Regions from separate parts of the Mus musculus genome. Here all the other regions are linked to region 2. A link is a contact called in public promoter capture Hi-C data. All regions are on one chromosome and are shown on one strand. Each heading gives the region's core, a stretch centred on a gene start, on an enhancer-like site or on the middle of the called end of the contact. The rest is flanking DNA. Distances are from core to core; before and after follow the strand shown. Region 1 holds the start of Tra2b (transformer 2 beta). Region 2 holds the start of Polr2h (polymerase (RNA) II (DNA directed) polypeptide H). Region 3 holds the start of Etv5 (ets variant 5). Region 4 holds the start of Senp2 (SUMO/sentrin specific peptidase 2).

The links. Promoter capture Hi-C pulls out the DNA fragments that hold promoters and counts their contacts.
Region 1: a contact with region 2 is called in a promoter capture Hi-C map of pre-B cells, with 5 times the contacts expected there. The contact joins the promoter of Tra2b here to the promoter of Polr2h in region 2. A contact is called at or near these places in 3 of 39 promoter capture datasets (the C10 cell line, liver and pre-B cells) and 1 of 115 datasets of contacts at active chromatin or transcription factors (embryonic stem cells).
Region 3: a promoter capture Hi-C map of pre-B cells shows a contact between it and region 2, with 4 times the contacts expected there. The contact joins the promoter of Etv5 here to the promoter of Polr2h in region 2. A contact is called at or near these places in 4 of 39 promoter capture datasets (the HPC-7 cell line, liver and pre-B cells), 1 of 115 datasets of contacts at active chromatin or transcription factors (astrocytes) and 2 of 9 other capture datasets (adipose tissue and liver).
Region 4: a promoter capture Hi-C map of pre-B cells shows a contact between it and region 2. The contact joins the promoter of Senp2 here to the promoter of Polr2h in region 2. A contact is called at or near these places in 3 of 39 promoter capture datasets (the C10 cell line, liver and pre-B cells), 1 of 484 Hi-C or Micro-C datasets (large pre-B cells), 1 of 115 datasets of contacts at active chromatin or transcription factors (astrocytes) and 1 of 9 other capture datasets (embryonic stem cells).

Annotation. Positions count from the first base shown.
Region 1 is chr16:22,264,705-22,267,404 of GRCm38.p6, forward strand. Tra2b (transformer 2 beta) reads right to left here and starts at 1,301. Exons shown (of 9, transcript NM_009186.5): 1 at 1,037-1,301. The coding sequence starts at 1,072.
Region 2 is chr16:20,716,425-20,719,320 of GRCm38.p6, forward strand. Polr2h (polymerase (RNA) II (DNA directed) polypeptide H) reads left to right here and starts at 1,402. Exons shown (of 5, transcript NM_145632.2): 1 at 1,402-1,570; 2 at 2,400-2,483; 3 at 2,567-2,660. The coding sequence starts at 1,498. It overlaps Clcn2 (chloride channel, voltage-sensitive 2), which reads right to left and starts at 212. Exons shown (of 24, transcript NM_009900.2): 1 at 1-212.
Region 3 is chr16:22,438,016-22,440,916 of GRCm38.p6, forward strand. It overlaps Etv5 (ets variant 5), which reads right to left and starts at 1,555. Exons shown (of 13, transcript NM_023794.2): 1 at 1,502-1,555.
Region 4 is chr16:22,008,059-22,010,811 of GRCm38.p6, forward strand. It overlaps Senp2 (SUMO/sentrin specific peptidase 2), which reads left to right and starts at 1,426. Exons shown (of 17, transcript NM_029457.3): 1 at 1,426-1,684. The coding sequence starts at 1,584.

The DNA.
Region 1 (2,700 bases), core at 51-2,550, 1.5 Mb after region 2:
CTGTGAACTTTTTGCGAAAATAAAAACGTTAGTACAGGAAGGGCAAAACAGCCATTCTTATGATGCTTGTAAGCCGTTTCCAAACTGCAATTACCTGTTCACTGAGCCCTGGACTTCCGCATCTTCACGTGACAGTTTTTAATCTAAACTCTACAGCCACGCCACATGCGCCTCATTTGTTCAGCTTTGGGGCTGGGTCTAGTCCAGGCCCATTGTATACAATCTAATCAACCTCTACCGATTTTCACCCTCTGGGAGGTGGAAGCTTAAAAATAAAATCCCGTCGACTTCAGAGTTTAATAGCGCCATCAATTGTCGCCAATGGTTTCTCCTTCCCAAGTCCCCCCAGGGGTAGGGAGGCTCTATACAACAACGCCTAACGACCTTGCGTTCTATTCCAGTAAGCTCTCAACAATGGGAGAAACGCTGTAGCACAAAGCCCTCCAACTAACGGGGCCCCCAATCCCCCTCAGCCGTTTCCGTCTCCAGATGCTCCAAGAGCCCCCTACAGCTAGCTGTCCCTTACCGGGACCAGGAGGCCCTCCATCAACCGAAAAGCATCAGTCAGTCCCCATAGGCTCCCGGCCACACGTGGCTTTTCTCCGCTTCACCCTTGGACCCCGGGTGGCGAGGCGGCAAAGCCTGGCTGCAGGGAGCGGCGGCTCCGCCATTTTGTGCCTCTGGCAGCGCGCCCGGCCCGCGAGCCCAAGATGGCTGCGGCGCGGCTTCGCAGGAGAGCAACGGCGAAAGAAGATACCGTTCCCATCCCCCAACGCCGACGGACGCCGCGGCCATCTTTAGCCTCCCCCCGCCCCGTAACGGGGGGAAAGGAAAAAAAAAAAAAACGGTCGTGGCGGGTGCGAGGCACACAGCCCGCCCGCGGCCTCCCTCCGACGAGAAGCGCCGGCCACCAGGCCCTCCGGCGCCCCGGCTCCCTCCGCACGTCAGGCTCCCGACACCCGGCTGCACCGGGCCGAGAGGCCTAGAAGAAGTAGCAGGGTGGGGACCGCGGCCGCCCGCGCAACTCCGCGCTTACCCGCTCGCCGTAGTTCTGCTCGCCGCTGTCGCTCATGACTCCGGGTCGCTGTCACCGCTACGGGCCTTTCCTGAAGCTGTCAAGCTCCCGCCTTCCTTACAGAGGCTCCGCCGCAGCCTAGCGCGACGCCACACTTTTGCGAGGAGCTCGAAGCCGACACGCTCCGCACCACCTCCGCACCGGTCTAACACTGCCGGATGTGACGCCACGCTCTTTAACCTGGTCCCACCCACTCCCCCGAAGGCGCGCTTTCCTGGCCCCTCCCACTTCGACGCGCCTTCCAACCGCTTTCTCCTGCAGGGGCGCTTCCCAAACCGGACGTGACGTCTACCTTACCGCCCTGCCCCTCCCCTCCCCTAGTACCCGGCCACAGCGTGGCGGGAAAGTGTGCGCCTGCCTTTGGGCGTCTGTTGTGGTCTCCTCGGGACACCGTGATGTCCGTAGCCTTGCCACACTCGTTTCTGGAACCTTCTAGAGAACCGTCCTGGGTGGAAGAAGAGAAGAGATGGTTGTACATTCCTCCATGCCTTTGTTCTGTCTCACTAGTTTCCTCTCCTTTTGTTCTCTCATGATCTAGGAGAGAACACAGCCACACACTGGATTCTCACCTCCCGTTTATTTAGACTTAATTCTAGAGCTTTCCTTCCTAAATAAAACCTCCATTTAAAACTCTCGCAATTTAAACCGGGCATTAATGGTGCATGCCTTTAATCCCAGCACTAAAGAGGCAGAGACAAGCAGATCCCTGAGTTTGGGGACAGCTTGGTCTACACGGAGAAACCCTAGCTCAAAGCAAACAAACAAATTGAGGTTTGAGACAAAGCCTCATTGTGTTGCCTGGGTTGACCTTGAACCCACCGTGTATGTTATATAGCCTAGGCTGATGTTAGGAATGTATTAACCCTTCTGGGTCAGCCTCCCAAATCCTGGGATTATAGTTATGAACTATCAATCCTATGGCCTGGTGTGGTAATACACGCCTTTAAGGCGGATCTCTGTGAGTTCCAGGTAAGCCGAATATACAAAGCGAGTTCCAGGACAGTCAGGATTACACAGAGAAACCTGGTCTCATTCCCCACCCTGACTCCCACCTGGGGAAATGGAAAGGAAAGAAAGAAATGGAGAAAGGAAAGCCAGGCAGGGTGGTGCACACTTGTAATCCTTGTAATCGCAGCATGAGAGGTGAGCCCAAGGACAGTTAGCTGTTTAAGGCCAACCTGGGCTACATGAGCGGGCCCCCTTCAAAAAGTGACACAAAACAGAAAATAATTCAAGAGAAACGGGCCTGTAGTAATGGATTTCTGTTTGGGAGAAGCCGCCTGCCCTCTAGCCTCTAAGGATAGCATGAAAGAACACTGAAGATATCTATAGAAAACCATGCCAAATGAGTTCTTGAGATGAATACCATTTTGACAGTCTTCTTGTTTGGTTTGGTTTGGTTTTTTTTTTTTTTTTTTTTTTTTTGGTTTTTCGAGATAGGATTTCTCTGTGTAGCCCTGGCTGTCCTGGAACTCACTCTGTAGACCAGGCTGACCTTGAACTCAGAAATCAACCTGCCTCTGCCTCCCAAGTGCTGAGATTAAAGGCATGCACTACTGCCCAGCGACAGTCACATAGCTTCCGTGAATATTCTGAGCTACAGGATGATCCAACACTCGCAGTTT
Region 2 (2,896 bases), core at 152-2,651:
GTTGTGCGGGAGGGGCTGGAGATGTGGGGACTCTTGAACTGGGGTAGGGGGCTACTGACAAAAGCTAATTCGGGCTCTCTAAGCCAGACCGGACAGGGGCAGCCTCTGCTTCACACTTTCAGGCGGCTCAGACGCATCTGGGAGGATGCCCGAGAGCCGGCTCCCTCCTTGCCTCCCTTTCTCCTTCCTTTCCTCCGGGTTCCCCCGGGAAGGTGCACCTGGAATGGCTAGGCCTGGAAAGAGGGGCGGAGGTGGAGGTGGGAGGGGACGGGAAGGGGTGAGGCCCGAGGGAAGGGAGCTATTGGTGCGGGGGAGGCCGCTCCTGGGAGGCGGGTGTGTGTGTGTGTGTGGGGGGGGGGGGGAGCAGAGGTCGCTCCTCCCAGGCACCGCTTAAGGGGGAATTTGAGTAGCTGCTGACGCCCTGAGGAAACGGCCTACTGAGGCTCCACATTGTCTTTCGGGGTCCTGGGAAGGACAAGAAGAAGGTGTCGAGGGCACAAAGAGGATGGGCAGCGTTAGGTTGGAGCCACTGGAGAGGACAGTGTCCAGAAATCTGTGGAGAAAGAATAGTACCAGGATGAAGACTCATTCAAGAAACAAGAGGGTGCCCAGCACAGGGGCTGTAATGAGAGGAGGTAGCACCTAGAAAGAAGGTATTGCGAGCTGTCGCCTCCCAGTGAAAGGCGCACTTCAGTGTCCAGAAGAGGGTGGTATAGTGGGGTGACAGGCAGTACCAAGTTCAGTTGGCAGTGTTCTAGGGGATCAGTGTGAGGCTAGTGCCAAGCAGGGCCAAGGGAAGACGGGAGTGGCGAGGAGGTGAAGCCCCAGGGGAGGGCACAATGCGGGCTTTCCTTTCCCCGAGAGTGACATCATGGCAAATTCCCAAACCGGACGCACCCGGCTCCGGTGATGTCTAGCTGGTCCGAGCCAGCTCGCACCAGCTTTGGGGATCTTGGTGACAGTCTGAGGGGCTGGGCACCGGGTCCTGGAGGGCTGGTGCTCTGCGGGCGGGGTTCTGCTCCACCTGCCTGCAGCGCGGACTGTGCCCTCGGCCGGCACGCGGACTTCAGGGAAGGGCTAGGGCCGGGCTTCTCTGGGCCAAGGATCAAGGTTCCTGGCTGGGTTAGGCCCCCAAGCTTTCCACGCTTTGGGATCCACAGTCTGAAGAGGGCGCCGTCGAGCCGGGCGCAGCGCGGTACCCCGTCGGAGGTGGGACTTAATCTGTCCCCGCCTTGGACGGAGTCACCGAGTTTTGAGACTCGCCCACAAGGCCCGAGCACCTCGGAGGTGGCCCTTCCCGGCGGAAGTGAAGAAGCCCCGAGAAGGAGGCAGCGGAAGTGGCTGCGTGACTGCAGCCCGTGCGCACGCGCCCTCGGCCTCGTTGCCGCTTTTGGGGCGGTACTCTGCCCTGTCTTACTTTTCTCCACGTGAGGGGGTGCGCGAATCCCCAGTGGTGGCCGCGCGCTCACATCCTCTGCAGCTTTCGTGCCCTTCGCGATGGCGGGCATCCTGTTCGAGGATATTTTCGATGTGAAAGACATCGACCCAGAAGGCAAGAAATTTGACCGAGGTAAGCGGTGTCGGGGCGGTAGGAGGGAAGTGGCCAACATGCCCACCCACCCCAAGTGGCTGGCCCGCCCCACCCTCTCGGTACCTCCCTCAGGAAACAGTTTTTTTTTTTTTTTCGTGAATGAGAAACTTGAGACAGCTTTTTCTATTATATTTGCGGTGCCTGGTGCCCGGTGGGTGGCCCTTAGCTGGGTGCTGGCATACCCCTGGGAACCTTTCTAACTCCCTACACAGTTATTATGTGCTCTACCGTGCTCTGAACTTTATTCTTGGAAAAAGTAGATGGTGCCTTATCTCTTTTGTTACCCCAGGTCTTGCAGCGAGTTACCTACCTGCCTTCCTAACCAATAATTTTGTATTAGCCTAAGAACAAGTTAGCTCTTTCCGAAGCTCTCTGAATTTCATTCAGTTGACCGCTTGGTGTATTTATTTTCCCAACGATCCGGAAGTTGTTTCTTCTTGGTGTCGCTTAGCCTGGAGGCAAATGTCTTAAGACAGATGTCAGTTTTGAATACATCCCTCAGATTCCCTCAGCAGTGTCTCCTGCTAGAAAGAGGAAGTCTCAGGACCAGTGAGACTCTAGTCTAAATCATCCAGGCGTTTTTAGTTAGAGCCTGGAGACTGGCCACTGCTGGAGGAGCTTTGCCGCTTGCTTGGGACCCTGTCACTTGCTGAGGTTACTGCCTTCTTCCCTCTTGTGAATCTGATTCTGATTGCAGTTGTGGGAGGCTGGTGGGTGTGTGCATGTTAGATGATTTGATCTCTTGCATTTGACCCCAAGCTGGCATCGATAGACTTTGTAATCATGTCTGTCATGCACTCTTCCCCAGTATCCCGGCTGCACTGTGAGAGTGAATCTTTCAAGATGGACCTCATCTTAGATGTAAACATTCAGATTTACCCTGTGGACTTAGGTAAGTATTGAATACGGGCAATGGCAAGAGGATTTTGGTCTTAGGTGTCTACTTCTTTACCCTGATGTTGCTGCTCTATTCAGGTGACAAGTTCCGGTTGGTTATAGCTAGTACTTTGTATGAAGATGGTACCTTGGATGATGGTGAATACAACCCCACAGATGACAGGCCTTCCAGGTGAGGTAGCAGTAAACAAGTGACTAAGATAAGAATATAGTGCAGAGAAAGTATAATATGTAGATTATGGATATACATATGTATAACTATATGTTATAGAAAATTTGATTTCTTGGATACAATATGTATTATATACTATGCACATTACATGACAATGTATAACATAAGTTATATAATGTTATATATTAGATATAATATATAACATGTATGTTATAGTATATAATAACATATGTTAA
Region 3 (2,901 bases), core at 305-2,804, 1.7 Mb after region 2:
CCCAAATCTGAGAATCTTTAGTAGACTGTGGAGAAGAAAGAATTCTGTGCTGTATTTTTAAAAATTTTGACTAAGTTGTGGCCTCAGAAATTCTTAAATGTCTGTTGTGGGTTAAGAGAACAACGTGTAGGAAAACCAGAGGATAAAATATTTTTAGAAGCTCATGATGCGCAAAAAAATATCCTTTGAAAAAAATCGGTAAAAAGAAACTTCCCTAAGAGATTCCAAAAGCAGCAGCAAGGATCTTCTAAGCAGCCCTTCGAGTTCAAGAGCTGGAAACGTCGTGTTCAAAGTATCTTTTAAAAGCCTGCAGGGAAGGCTTCGGTTCATCCTGGAGTTTAAACCACTTCCTTTGTGTCGTCGTAGTCGCTCCCCCCCCCCAGCCCCCAAATCCAGGGTGCCCCCAGGAAAACTTTAACTGGGCGCAGCGACCGGATCGAGGCCCCTCCCCGTGGCGCGCAGCGAGCCTGGTTTTATGAATGGGAGATGGAGCCGCGGCCGCCACCGCAGGTAGAGGCTGTAACTGGATCCCTCGCGCCCGGCCCCATTCACAAAACAAGACACACTTCCACCCAATTCCCAGCCTTCCCATTCATGAAAACTCCTTCAGCTGCGCCCCCGCCCCCACTCCCAACGCACGCTTAGCCTCCGACGCAGGCCCCTCACCCCAGCGTTTTAGGAAGAAAGCTCAATGCTTCATTCACAAAAAAAAAAAAAAAAAAGGGAGAAAAAAAAAAAAGCCTCAGAGCTCAGAGCCCAAGAAAGAAACCTGCTTCATTCATAAAGTCACCCACATTCAGAAAACGAGGTGCAGCGCTGGCCGATACCAGCAGCCTCATTTGCTCCTGATCACACATGCCGCCTCCCCTCATCACCCCCTACTTAATCAGTACCCCCTTTGCGGGGGAGACCCCGAATCATTCACGAGGTTCCAGCACACTCTCGGCAGCCTCGGAACCGGTTCTCTCTTCCCCCAGGCCGTGGCTCAGGCGGCCCCAATACCCTCAGCCCTAAGAGGAGGGAGTGGGGGGCTGCGGGCCCGCTGCCCAGTCTCCAACTTGCCAGGCCTGCAGAAGTTCGGGCAGATCCTGCACCCTCAGGCTGCACATGTCGGTGTCATTTAACTCTCGGGGTTCTGAAGCAGAACCCCTGAAACTGCTGCTCGCCTCCCCCCACCCCCCATATTAAGAGTCGCGGAGCGTTTCTTCTCGCGAGCCTCCCAGGGCCCTCGGGGGCCCACAACTTCGCGCCCCGCACCCCGTTCTTGCACCCCGCTTCTGTAGCCTGAGCCGGGCACCCCGCTCCCTGCACCCGCTCCAGCACCCCGGGTGCCTCCTCCGCGGCGTGCGGAAACCCGTTCTCCGCTCGCTCCGGAACCGCTAGCCGCCCCCGCCCGAAGCCTCCCAGGAACCGAACCGAACCGGGCCTCGGGGGGAGGGGGCGGCTAGCTCCGGGAGTCACCCCAAGCACGCCCAACTGAGGACCCAGAACCAGTCCGCACCTGAGCGGCCACTCCGCGCGCCCGCCTGCGCGCCTCCGTGGCGGGCTGGGCCGCAGCGATCGGGGATGAAGACCGCTCTGCGCGCCGGCCTCCGGACTCTGCGCCGCCCTGCAACCCGCTGCAGCACTGGCCCGGCCCCCGCCGGCTCCGCCCGCCGCCATTGGCCCGCAGCCCAGAGCACACACGTCCCCATTGGTCGGCGGCCATCCCCGCGGCTGCCCATCACCTCTTGTTTACCCTGTCTTCAGGCAAATCCAGCTGGGCCGCCCCATCATCTGCGGCGCCCATTGGCTAACGGTCGGCCTCCCTCAACGCCCTCAGAGGTCTGTTTTACATAATTTATGCGCTGGGCGCCATTGACCAATCAGCACCGGCTTGTTTATATAATGAATGTAAGGACGTTTTTCATTCATAAAAAACGCGACCTGAGGGGGAAGCTTAGCTGAGTCAGTGAAGCTCTTAAAGGGGCCACTCGCGAAGTTCCCCCTGGCCTCGGCCTGCACCGCTCCTCCCGCCACCCCCGCGCGGGGCCGCTTGGCGCCAGGCGTTCGCAGCTGCAGCAGCGAGCTAAGTTATCATTTTAGAACTCAGGCGAGAGGAATTCGTCATTCCACACACAGAAACTCGCTGACCCTGCCTGGGCGTTCGGCCCATAGAAACACAAAAAACGGAAACCGAGCCCTCTAATCTTAGCTACCTTGAAGAGAAGCCTTAATTTTTTTTTTAAACCAGGTTTCCAGTGGGAAAAAAAAGTAGTTACCTTCCTTTAAAAACCTGAGCTTTTCCAGATCTTAGTGATGTACCCATGTTGCCAAAGCCTAAGGCCCGACCCGATCGCGTCTTCTCGGGCTAATAATTGCCTCTGAGCTCTACAGGCAAGAGGCTACAGCCAGAAACCCGGTTCGTGGATCGCACCGGGCCGGTAGAGGGCCTTGGAAGCACAAATCCCTTTGAAACGTGCGTGCAGTTAGACCGCTTGCTTCTCTCCCGGGCTGCTTGTTTTCCATTTAAGTGTTGAATGCAAGATGGTGTGTTTGCGAATTAGATCCCGTGCAGCTGGGAACCGGGAGAAGCAGTGTTGCTTGCCAAAGGATCGGGCATTGACTGCAGTTGTTGAGATTCTTAACAGGGTGTTCCAGGAAACAAATAAAACAATCCTCTGCCCCTTCCAACTCCTCGTCCTGCTCCTGCCACCGACAATGGCCGTTCTCTTCTTTTCCCAAGGACGCTAGGGTGCTTGTGAACGAGTTCTGTTCTCTACTAACCGGGCAGCAAGGTGTCAGCGTTTGGAGAGTTGAGCCTCAGCAAAGCGGGTCCCAAGTTGTTACCCTAAGGGTGCCCAGTGCCCCACAGTGAAACACGTGGTGTGGATTTCTAGTCCGCGGCCTTTCCCCCCTAAG
Region 4 (2,753 bases), core at 176-2,675, 1.3 Mb after region 2:
CACCTATCTCTACCTCCCAAGTGCCGGCATTAAAGGCATGTGCCACTATGCCCAGCAGTGACTGTTTTTGTTTTTGTTTTTTGGGTTTTTGTTTTTTGAGACAGGGTTTCTCTGTGTAGCCCTGACTGTCCTGGAACTCAGTCTGTAGACCAGGCTGGCCCTTGAACTCAGAAATCTGCCTGCCTCTGCCTCCCAAGTGCTGGGATTAAAGTCATGTGCCACCACCGCCCGGCTTTGAGACTGTTTTTAATACTTCAAGGGACTGCACTCCCAGACATTATGCTTAAGTCCATAGGAGATATTATTTAGACATTTATTTCTAATGGTTTTCCTTTAATCCCAGCACTCGGGAGGCAGAGGCAGGCAGATTTCTGAGTTCGAGGCCAGCCTGGTCTACAAAGTGAGTTCCAGGACAGTCAGGGCTATACAGAGAAACTCTGTCTCAAAAAACAACAACAACAACAACAACAAAACAACAAAAAGGAAGAAAGAAAGAAGAGAAGAGAAGAGAAGAGAAGAGAAGAGAAGAGAAGAGAAGAGAAGAAAAGAAAAGTGTATACATTCCCAGAGAGGATAATGAGAATTGATTGCTACCTGACAGCTGAGGGGAAGAGACAAGCTGATTAGAAAAGGCCACAGGAATCATTCAGTCCCTGTTTCTCGGAAGCTTTTCCTAAGAAGTCGTGTCCGTCTGCCCTACTCACTCCCCAGCATCTGGTTTAACTTTCTCTAGTTCCATTGCGCATTACAATCATTTATCACATAAGCAGGTGACCTTGTATTCTAATTTATAAGTATCTATGAAAATGTCTCTCCCAGTAAACTTGCACGTATGCGTGCGGAATGAGCCCTAATAGTTAGACTGGCTCAAATGCTAGTGGTTAGCTCCATTTTCTTAGGCACATGGTTTAATTGCTATATACCTTTGGTTTTTATGACATTCCTAAAATTCCCCACTGTGTCCGGTTGCTGTAAACATGACGGCAATCCGGGTAAAGTATTAGACCAATGTATATACAAAATAAAGCGCAAACCCTTACATACTCATTAACTAACCTGACCTATTTTCCACCCTGCGCATTCTTTTACAGAACCCTCCACTGTCGGGTTGCTTGGGTAGCTCTCCCGGCCCAGCATCGATACACGTGGTTTGGGTCTGTGGGCCTTGTCCCGAGATCGACTCCTGACTGGCTCTGCCAAAGAGAAAGCCCCGCCCTTCGGTCTGCCAGTCAGACCCGCGCAAGAGCCCGCTCTCCCCGTCCCGCTTCCTGTTGCTAGGCTTACAAGGAGCAGGCCCAGACTGCGCATGCTCAGACTCCGGAGGCCGCTTTCCCGTTGGGCGGAAGAAGGTGACGTCAACGGCTTCTAGAGAGTCCTCCCCTAGCCCGGGGAACGTTAAATCTGTGGGCCCTCTGATGGCGTCACAAGTCCGCGCCTGATCCTGGCTACGGCTGAAGCGGCGAAGGCGGCAGCGGCAGCGGCAGCGGCAGCGGCGACGGCGGCGGCGGCGGCGGCGGCGGCGGCGACAGCTCTGGGGTTCGCGTCTCGGGGTGTGTCGGCCGCCGCTGCTGCTCAGGCCTGGAATGTACAGATGGCTGGCTAAGGTTCTCGGCACCATTCTTCGCTTGTGTGAGCGGCCCGCGCCCGGGGCCCGCGCCCTACTCAAGAGGCGGCGCTCCAGCAGGTAAGGTGGCCGCGCGCCGGTCGGGTCCCCTCCCCCGCGCTGGCGTTGGGCGCCGCGGGCCTGTGGGAACCGGCGACTACGGGACCGCGGAGGCCTGGGGAGAGTCCGTCCCTCTAGCTGCGAGCGGAAGGGGAACGGGAGGCCGGCGATGTGCTGCTCGCCGGATACGGCTCCTGTCGCCCGGTGTCGTCGCGGGCGGACAGCGCAGGAGCGAGTCACTAGGTTAGGAGTTTGCCCGTAGTCGTTTGACTGCGAGTGCTGTTGTCTTCGCACCGAGGAACAGCAGTTGTCTTGTTCGACAGCAACTGTCGGGGTGTGTGTGTTGGGCTGCAGGGGAAGGGAATGGTCCTGTTCTTTAACATCCTTGTAAGAGGCAGAAAGTATTTACGTACCGCACTCTTGTAAGATTCGGTTAAAATTAGAAGGAAATGACAAATATTAGTACTTAGCATCTACTCCTTTATTTACTTTACAGTGTCTTCCCTTTTAAGGGTTTATCTAGAAAACAAAATATTCTACAACTTCTATACTCCCCCCTGTCTCCCACTCTTACATTCTCCCTCCCTTTCCTTCCTCTGCTATGTCTACTTCACTTATTATTATGATGATGGTGATTATTTTTGTTTCCAGGTCAAGAGAAGTGGACAAAAGATTGGATTAGGGGAAGTAGATCAAAATGATTCATAGATGACTCCAGGAATGTAGGTCATTGGTGAAACTGGTTGTTCGCTAAACTGTAGCATGTAGTCCCATGGCTTCTACAGTTCCATGGGGTTCAGATAAGAATCGGTTAAGATGTTATAAAGTTCTCAAACTGATGCTTATGTAAGAATAGTTTATTCTCCCCCAACTGGATCTGGTGCACAATGAAACTGCATATTTATCGAACAGGGACTGGTGATCGCCTCACATTTTCATTCATAGTCCCTCGGAGTCAGCAGTATGCCGACCCAAACCTGAGTGTGGATGTGTCCTGGCCAGCCTTGACTTCTAGCTGCTTTCTGTTCTTTACTACATTCGGGGGCTCGTGGGTTATTTTGTTTTGTTTTGTTCTTTTGTTTTTTGAGAC